Regions from separate parts of the Bombyx mori genome. Here region 1 is linked to region 2. Evidence: chromatin contacts called from public Hi-C data. All regions are on one chromosome and are shown on one strand. The core of a region is the stretch at or near the end of the contact, and the rest is flanking DNA. Distances in the headings are between cores, read along the strand shown.

Region 1 (4,993 bases), core at 1,752-4,251, 59 kb before region 2:
TCTCTGTTATTCGTGTGCATGACCCTGTTCAATTGAATCGCGAGAATGTTGTGCGCGTTCTCGGTTCGATATTTAGTGGGGGATACGTGTAGGCCCCTTCACGTCACTCAACTGGGCGAAGGCCGGACGTCGAACCGTCTCACGCTAACCGCAAATAACTTTAGACCCTCACGTTACCATACTGGGTTTTTCTTGCCGTTCTACCCGCGATGAGTGTCGTGCAAGCAATATGTACATATGTGATTGAAAGCTCCGTAATATCGGCTTGGTTTGGAAAAAAACCTATTTATTTTATTGCTTAGATGGATGGACGAGCTCACAGCCCACCTGGTGTTAAGTGGTTACTGGAGCCCATAGACATCTACAACGTAAATGCGCCACCCACTTTGAGATATAAGTTCTAAGGTCTCAGTATAGTTACAACGGCTACCCCACCCTTCGAACCGAAACGCATTACTGCTTCACGGCGGAAATAGCTTTCTTGTTAAGTATCTCCGGTTATCGGGATAATGCATCGCGGGGACCACGTAGGGGTTTCGGCTCTCGGCCTCAAAAAAAAAAGCGACATTCTGAAGTTTGATCGGTACCTTAAAAATATCCTTTGCCTTTTGCGACGTGCTTGGAGATAGTATGTAATAATAAACTTAAAGAAAATTTGTTTTGTTTCAATATACATACATGCTTTTATTAGATTCGATATGGTTGTGGTTAATAATAGGTCAAGCGATATGCGATTGTAGCAATCTAAACTGCGAACTATTCTGTGTGTATGCAATTTATTTTTATTAGTTTAGAGACCGTGGTAAGAGATCGTAATGCTTTTTGCCCCCTACCACGTATCATTTGCTATATAAAATCTGTTTGTATAATATCTATCTATCTAACGGGATATTGTAACGTAATTTTTAGTAACTTCACGGCGTCCGATTAACTTGAAAATGTATCATGGACTGATGACAAAACGATATTTCTTTAGTTCTTATATCCTGGCCATGTTAACCAAATTATAAAAATATTATTTTAATTTTTGGTTCGGCTAACTATTTAATCGTGTCTCTTAAGTCTTCAGGTATCTTTTTTAACAATTTTTCTAATGAAATATGTACTTCACAAATGTTCACGATTGACTTCCACGATGAAGGAATAACGTCGTTTAATAAAACCATCAAACCCGAAAAATTACAATTTACGTAATTACTGGTGCTAGGACGTCTTGTGAGACCGCACGGGTAGGTACCACCGCCCTGCCTATTTCAGGGTCGAAGCAGTAATGCGTTTCGGTTTGAAGGGTCGGGTAGCTATTGTACTGTACTGTTAAAACTGAGACCCTAGAAGTCATGTCCCAAGTTGGGTGGGTGGGTGTCGGCATTTGATAGATATATGATGAATATGGGCTCCGGTAACTACTTAACAGACGTGGGCCGTGAGCTCATTCATACAACTAATAAATAAATAAATAAAATTCCCTCTAGGGAGATAACGGCTTTATGTTGTGGTCTCGTTTCCTCATCTCCAATAGTTAAAAACAGTATGAATACCTTTAAGCACACAGCAATTGGTGTTGCTTTTTCAACGGTTGCTAATATAAAGAATTGAAAAATATATATACCTATGTATCCAGTGTACAAGTTTGCCAAAGGTACAAGCAAAAGAGAAAGGTATGTAGTCGAAGGTATGCGCGGCTCGGAGCAGGTTCCTGAATCAAGTTTAGCAGTTCGACTTGTATTAACTGCTTTTTCCAGTTATGCGCACTAGCTCTAATACGAACTTGAGTGCGACTGTAATGTATCAGAGGTGCATTCGCAGGTTGACCGTATCGAAGAACGTTTTACAGAAAAACTAATGACTAAAATATCTGCACAGATTTCTTTTTAAGAAAAACAAAAAGCTTGCATACGTATCTTATACCTTTAAACGAGCAATTCTTGTATATTAATTATAAATATATAATCTGAATCTCGGAAACGGCTCCAACGATTTTCATAAAATTTAGTATACAGGGGATTTCGGGCGCGATAAATCGATCTAGCTACGATTTATTTTCAGAAAATGTTGTTTTATTCGTGATTTCAATAGTCAACTCTTCCCGACATTTATTGGCGCCTAATAATACTATTTTTCTTAGTTGAGGGCAACTAACCGCTTTAAAGAGACAAGATGGCGTTATCAAAAAAAAAACCGAGCAAAGCTCGGTCATCATCCAGTAAATAATCAAACACCACCGTAGAAACTCGAAATTGGATAATGAAACGGTCTGGAAACTGGAAATACAAATGAACAAGTACACTCAAACTTCGAATATCAAAACTTAGTCTTTAGCATAGAATAGCCGTCACGAAAATATTGACTTCGACCGGGATGCCGAACTCTGTGGGCTAATAGATAAGCTGAACCCGAACAAGGAGGCGATCAGCTATGCTAAAATTACAATTGTATGTAGTATGTGTGTTACTCGATCACGCAAAAATAATTGAACGCATCGGGTCGCAATTTCTTACAAAGTTAGTTTCTAATCAAAGGATACTTTTTATCATGGTAAACGGCATCATTCGGGAATACCAAGTATATCTATACTAATATTGTAAAGCTGAAGATTTTGTTTATGTGGGCCAGAGAGTGTCACAAGAAACTTTTTATTCCTGGTTTTTTTTTGTAATTGAAGGATTACTGGTGGTTTGGAGGCCAGGCGGGAAGGATAATGTTAACGAGTCCCATTTATTCTGAATTACATAATTAACCCAAATGAAACAGCGGAGTACGTCTAGTTAGTTTAATAAAGTTGTTTTAAATGTTAAGTACATATCAGTTGTGTTCTTGTATAACTAAAAAATCATCTATGACGTCTCTGACCAAACAACTTAATGTTTTTTTTAATAATAGCGGTTTCTCTCGACCTTAACTGGGCTTCTTATTTCACTAACTTAGGATCATAAAAATGTAGTAACGCTTTTAAGCATTCGTAAACGTTATATCATCGCATACAAATACAAAATGATATCATGGTTACATAAAAACTATATCTGGCTGACGTCACAGAATATTATGTTCGCCTCTGTCAATGCTATAATAACAGTAAACTGATTTTATTTTAAATCTCATTATAGTCGAATTGTTTTCGTAACACCCATCAAAGGTCGTTGACTATGGCTTTAATGTGTATAAGAAGAAAAACCATTTATTTCCGGTCGGACCGGTATTTTTATAAGCGTTTTTAAGATTTCCAATATACATTTCGGTTCCGTTGATAAGTGGCTTTAAGTTTTTAGTATCGATTCGTTGGCGGCGTAGAGAAGTGGAAGTCTTCGATGCACAGTGTCTGTCATACCAGATTTGGTGTATAAATACTCTTTAATTATATGAACACTTTGAATCAACCAGCAATGTATATCGACGCTTGAAAAGCAAACGTGACTAAGCGACAATGCGTGAACTTTACAGTAGACTAATTTAAAGTTGAAATACCTGAAAACAAAATTTATTTTAACGAATCCACCTGTAGTAGAATCTAGCTAGTAGCTGTAGGATTGAAATGATTTTAATAGATCTAGAATATTTTTTTTTTTGCGTATCGAATATGATTTATGTACAAATCAGTTGCTTAGTCACTTTTTCCTTTCAAGCGTCGATATGTTCACCTATTTATAGCTCACGAAGCGGGTCCTACCGGAGCTCATAGAAACGTGAATACTCACTTTGAGACATGAGATCGAAGACTTAATTGTTTTAGATAACCTTAGGCCTGCTTAGGCCCTTGATACCAAAACACATGACAGCTTCGCGACAGAATGGTAAGATTAACCTTCCCGTGCTGGGTTATATCCGCCCATGCCGTCACCAAAAATAGGAAATAATATTGGAAAAAGTTGAGGAGATTAGAGATAAAAGATTTTAATACACAGCATACAGAGCTGGTTGGATCACATGGCCATATCACTTAATGAATAGCTGGTAAGAATGTTATTATTTTAGGATCTTCTGACTTTAAAGTGTTAGTGGAAATCGTAAAAGTATTAGCACCTTCACGATGAAGTCAGGGTCGCGTTCTTGTATCACCTTAATTACACTTTATGAAGAGCATTTTCAAGTACCTACACAATAACAAAGTTATAAACTACTAATTAAAGTGCGCTCGAACTACCATGCAGTTTTGTTGTTCGGTAAATTTTGTTAAACTTCGGTAATAGCACTCCATTATAAATTTATTGGTAAATGGAGTCTCTATAATTGGTCATGGAAGTTTGATTCAATCAATTTTGAAGCATCAGACAGTTTAGTTCGGCTGTCTAGAAGCTTTAAATAACCGATATTGTTATGAAAATCTTCTGGTCTCACATAAGATACAGTTTTATTGACTATGTCCCGGTTGAGGCTTTGGACATGTTAACAATACGGTGTACTTCTTGTGGTGTCTGTGAGCTTCGGTAACCACTAATGATGTTCTTTACTCTAAAGAAATAAACAAAGTATTGAACAGAACGATTGCATTTTTGTGTGAAAGAACATTCGATGTATTTATGAAATTACATTTGAAGGTTTTGTGGGTGATAAGCAATCGCTAAGTTAGTTACTTTGTTGTGGATGCGTCGCGCTTTGAGGCTAGCACAATGACGTGATGCAACCCATTCGAATCAGGGTTGACACGTTTCATAATTTTGGTAAAACCAAAATTTTTGGATGTTTCATTTCTGTTGTGCACACGACAGACACATGAAGATTTTGTTTTCGTTGATGCTTCATCTATCTAATAATGGATACATATAACAATGCTGGAGTTGTATTTTTAACAATGATCTTTTTAGTTAGTGCACCTTTACTGCTTTAAAAAAAGTAACCAATTTGATTTCGAGTTTTAATAGAGCGAAAAACAGAGCTTTTCTTTGTTTTCGTCCTAAAAAAATTACTGATAGAAATTGGCAACCCTAACAGGCGGTGAGGTCGTCGACACCGATGCGTCGTGACGCAAACAGCAACTTTCTAATAGCCGACGTCAGCG
Region 2 (5,282 bases), core at 2,104-4,603:
TTGATCTACCAGTAACAGCGTGTCTGGAGTAGCTCCTTAGCCTACAACCCAATAGGTAGGGGAAAAAAGTGACTTCATATTCTTTATTACTATGATAGGCGGTCAAACTAGCGTAGGCAGCTGAGCCTGAATGCACACAAGATAAAAGATCGTACCTTAAACATGTTAGGATAATGTATATTCTAAACCGGGAGACATGATTTCATCATAAAAAGAGATAGCACTCAGGTGTCTCCCTCCCTCTATTACTTATGAGTCATGACTTCTTACTAGTTTGAAGTTTAGTGTTTTATTTCCTACGATACTGTCGTACGATATTAAGGCGACAAAACAGAAAGCTTTGATTATATACACGTCAGAAAGCTTAAAACGTAGATTCTTTAATAGCAGAATTTCTTTTTGCCTTAACTATTACACTGGTAGGTTATTGGGTTATTCCAACTACGCCCGGACGGGTAGGTGAGCTCTCGGGCTAAATCTGAGGGAAATTTATTTACATCTAAGATGTCTATTTTGAAAACGTATTAAAAGTGAAAATTTAAATGTTTATGTTTTTTTTTTATTGCTTAGATGGGTGGACTAGCTCACAGCCCACCTGGTGTTAAGTGGTTACTGGAGCCCATAGACATCTACAACGTAAATGCGCCACCCGCCTTGAGATATAAGTTCTAAGGTCTCAGTATAGTTACAACGGCTGCCCCACCCTTCAAGCCGAAACGCATTACTGCTTCAAAATAGCAATGTCATTCACAAATAAAATAACTTTTAAGCTCGCTCCCTATTGTACCTAAATTAAAATGTTTAAAACGGCATTTGCTGTTATGAGACTTCTAATTTGTGGCACAGGATACCCGAAGCACAAATCACCTTAATTCTGCCGCCAAGCGTTGTAGTTTGAAAGACGGTACAGCCATTATACTATACAATGAAGACTTAGACCTCATCTCTCAAAGTTGGTAGCCGTATATGCTCCACTAACTACTTAAAGCCGGATGTAGGCTGTGAGTATTTTCACCCGTGAATTAAAAAAAGTATATAGATTACACATATCTACACATCTTCACAGCCCTTTTTTTTTCGGGTATGGGGCCGAACCTCCTACGGGGTCCCCGCGCAAAAGGGTCGCGCGGGGTATGTGAGACTCAACGATCTGCATATCTCCACAGCCCTGACCCATATAGCAATGTAAAAAAATTGAAGTACCTACCTCAGCGATTCAAGCGTATGTTTACAAATCAACAGTCTAGATATTGCGTTGTTTATCGAAGATTCGCGGACGATGCAATAGGTATCTGCTACGTAATCATGACCTCCGCCCGATATCACGTGAACTCGAGTTAAAAATAATAAATGATGTCGACCATACAAAGTCATAACTCTTATCGTACGGTCGTACGTTGTAAACAGTTTTAATAAATACCTACGTTAATTAACAGAATGGAATATTAAGCATTATTTGTTTAAGCTTACGCTGGTAAGCGACTTTAAGCATGACTGGCATCAATCGACAATTATTAGTATTATTATTTTATTGCTTAGATGGGTGGGCGAGCTCACAGCCCAACTGGTGTTAAGTGGTTACTGGAGCCCATAGACATATACGACGCAAATGCGCCACCCACCTTGAGATATCAGTTCTAATGTCTCAAGTATAGTTACAACGGCTGCCCCACCCTTCAAACCGAAACGCATTACTGCTTCACGGTAGAAATAGGCAGGGTGGTGATACCGGACTTACAACAGGTCCTACCACCAGTAAAATTGTGAAACGTGTTCTTAAATTTCTCATTTTTTCTAACTCAAACGGAAAAAATTTTGCTCTGTTTGATAGCTTGGAGGGGGCTATGTGGAATGGCGATTAAAAATGCTCACAGATGACGAATCGACCTAGACAGGTTATGCTTCCAAATAATGACGCTGTGGAAATCTTTGGATGAGGCATCACTGAATATAGGATTAATATCATGATAGTAATGATTTTGGCACATGTTCAGTCTAATCAGCAAATCAAATGGAATGAGATACTGATCGGTAAGGAGAGAAAGAGGAACTTAATAAAATGGAGTGTAGCACCACCGTTTACACCATAGAAGAACGTTCAATTTTGTTGTTGATTTGGGGCATACACAAACAATATTGTAATGAATACTAGCGTTCGATATTATTGAATTTTTCAGAAAAAATATTGAGAATGCATTCTAATGCATCCGTTTATACATTATTATTAGGTGCAATTGTTTCAAAAAATGAAAATGTGGTCGTTTACACCAGCGTAAAATCATAATTGAAAAAAAAACCTTGATGTGTACTACCGTACCGTTATTGGGAATTAGGAAAATTGTAAACTTATTTTGAAAAATTTCGATTCTTGATTCTGGTTTTTATCGTGCTTCTTCTGTTTTATGATACAATACAAACAATCCTCTGCTTCTCTGTTGTTATTAGAGTATAGCAAGAGTTCGTATTTAAACGGAGTATTGGGCCAGTAATATGAAAAATCTCACAGGAAGTTGCTATTTCGAGACAAATTTCCAGCACTTTCAGACTGTTTACTCTGTCTTCTGATATTTACTGGAAATTCAACGATTAGACATTTAAGTGCTCTTTGTGTTCACGCGAAATCGTGAAAAACAAAATTATCTTATCTCAAATTCTTTCACAATCGCACTGCATGAAATCAAACACACAATTTATTTAGATAATGCTTCTTTATCTGATACGAACTGTTCTGAATACCGGTCCGTAACTTGAAAATTTCGATAACAATGATAGTATTCGTTTTTAATAATGCATTGACGCAAACAGTCGTAATCTTTACCTAATCTTATCGCTGAGACGATGCAGCATAATCCTGTTTTGTACATGACAATAACTGATCAAAACGAGCTTAGTGATAGGATTTTTTGCCTAGTGTTTTTCATAAATAAGATGTTTCAAGACAATCGTTGCCGATAGTATTAATAAGGCAAATTTTAACTGACAACCAATTTAGAATATCGGTATTCTTATTGTTCGTCTTGTTAAAACTTTACTAGCGTCCTGAATATTTAATATTTAGTAAAAGTCTGAACATTTCCGAGCCATTTCATTTGTATCCATACATCTCTATTCATGGATAGAATCCCCATGGCCTGCGATCCACGTTTTTGCGTGTGCTTCATCATGTAAGAAAATATGTTTCTCCAAATCGTGCAAAACCGCGTGAACGCCGAGCAACTCCACACAAAATAATCGATTTACCTAAACACGCATGAAAAATACCGATAAAAACAGTATTTTAATATATGTACGTATGTATAAAAGCAGTGTTGATAAGGCTGGTGTTCGGTGGAGCTCGACAAACAACTGATAAGGCGATATCACAGTTATCGCAGCACGATAATAGTTGACATCCATACGTGCACGCTCGTAGAGGAATTATTTACAGGATTTTTCATTAGAATTTTATCCGCTTGAGGTAAAGCTTTATTGGATTCCGATTTGGCATATATAATAAGCTACTAAGCAAGCCAATGCTGTAGTAACGTTACCAAATCCCAGGAATACATTATTAGGAAAAATGCACTGACCCGTTGTTTGGAGAACTTTAGCACCTTCTAGCTTTTTTAAAGTGTAATCACCGCGTTTTCGACTAGTTGCCTGTTTCTCAGCGTATTGTGAGAAGCACAGGCTTAGTAGCAATTTCAAAGAACTATGTAAAGTTATATAAAACACCTTCAAGGTAACAAACAAAATCCTAAATATCGTGCCTAAGATTCTTGACAAAAATGTCAGTTAGACAACTAATACTACTACTAATAAATCGAAAAAACTTTTAATCGACTTCAGTGCAGAATATTTTATCAAGTACGTATTATTACATGTAGCTTTATGCCTCTTGGTGGGGAATCGACTGAGGAGGGAAAGGCAAAAATACTTTTATTGGTTGTAATAATTGAAAACTATTCCGGATTGCTTTTTACTTGTTATGACGGATTTTGTCAGTTTTACCAAAGATGGGTGTTTAATTCCCTTTATATCAAAGCCATTTCTCATTAGTTATTAATAAAGCAAAGCTATCTATTTGATTACATTACTCTTCTAACTAAATTAAATCATTTCTACTCCAACAAAAACCTCCTCTTACAAACCGTGTTCACTGCAATAGCTAAAAATACCGTCTCCGTAATTATCTTTACCTTATTATTACTGAACGTTGCATTTAACGTAAATTCGTGTTCAGAGCTGTTTCAACACCATCCGATGTATCATATGAGGAAATAATGCTGCAATATTACTCATTTTAAAGAAGTCGTCATCAGAACTATTAAAATATTATAATTATCATTTCGTAATGAGTTTTGTGAAACACACGAATATGTGTTGTTGTTCAATTGGTCGAAAGTCGTTATTAATAAAAACAAACCTAATAATTACTTTGTAAAGTGAAACAGCATTTTTTTTGCATAGATGGGCAGACAACATGCTCATGTTCCACCTTTGATTTTATCTATATTCCTCCCATAGATATCACTAATGCCGCCACCCTTTAGTCACGACAGATCTATCCCTTAAACCGAAACGCATTTTTTTTTATTGCCCTTGTAGGCAGACGAGCATACGGCCCACCTGATGGTGAGTGGTTACCGTCGCCCATGGACTTCAGCAATGCCAGGGCAGAGCCAAGCCGCTGCCTACCGCAAATTTGCTAATTGCTTCGAATAAGAAATATGTATGGTGGTGTACCTACTGATGTGGATCAACATTGTCATTCAACTAGTAAGTTATTCAAGACTATTTTACAATACAAAGGAGAGCACTTTCACCGCGAATAGGTCTTTAGAAGACAATGTAGCATATGGTTCGGTTTTCTTGTAGACCTTCAAGATTGGCTCCACTACGAACTCGGAGTCGGGCTGAGTCGAAGAAAGGTTAGGACCCCGCCATTCAGTCTATGTGATTGAGATAACAAAATACGAATCTTTGCGAAGAATTTTAACCTTTTTGACACTCAGCCAAAGTACACGGCATAGTGTCAGGTCACGCATGAAATTCTGAGTCGTAAATATCTGGAGTGGTGATTGATGAGTTCTAGCCGGCGTCATGTAAACTCATGTGACGTTCATTATGTAATGGTGTTAAGTGTATGGCGTTCTAGACTAATCACGACAACTTCAATCGTTGTTGTTCTATGGGTACACTGTCGAAAAAGCTCATATTTTAGTTTTTAGTTGGCATCGGCTCGGCGGAGGGTATCCACGAGGTACACTGACTGACCTTTAGGTTGGCCGGGTCTATAAAGG

What was found. A called contact is a pair of places that touch in the nucleus more often than the background predicts.
Region 1: a contact with region 2 is called in a Hi-C map of whole pupa, with 3 times the contacts expected there. The contact joins two enhancer-like sites. A contact is called at or near these places in 2 of 7 Hi-C or Micro-C datasets (midgut and whole pupa).

What each region holds. Positions count from the first base shown.
Region 1 is chr18:13,229,554-13,234,546 of ASM3026992v2, reverse strand. The region is part of intron 3 of LOC101740927; the gene reads left to right. Among protein-coding and RNA genes, the nearest start is that of TRNAT-CGU, 30 kb to the left of the region's middle. Within about 2 kb of position 3,001, at least 1 of the 8 cell types and tissues checked has open chromatin away from gene starts, as enhancers often do.
Region 2 is chr18:13,170,887-13,176,168 of ASM3026992v2, reverse strand. The region is part of intron 3 of LOC101740927; the gene reads left to right. Among protein-coding and RNA genes, the nearest start is that of LOC101737357, 29 kb to the right of the region's middle. Within about 2 kb of position 3,353, at least 4 of the 8 cell types and tissues checked have open chromatin away from gene starts, as enhancers often do.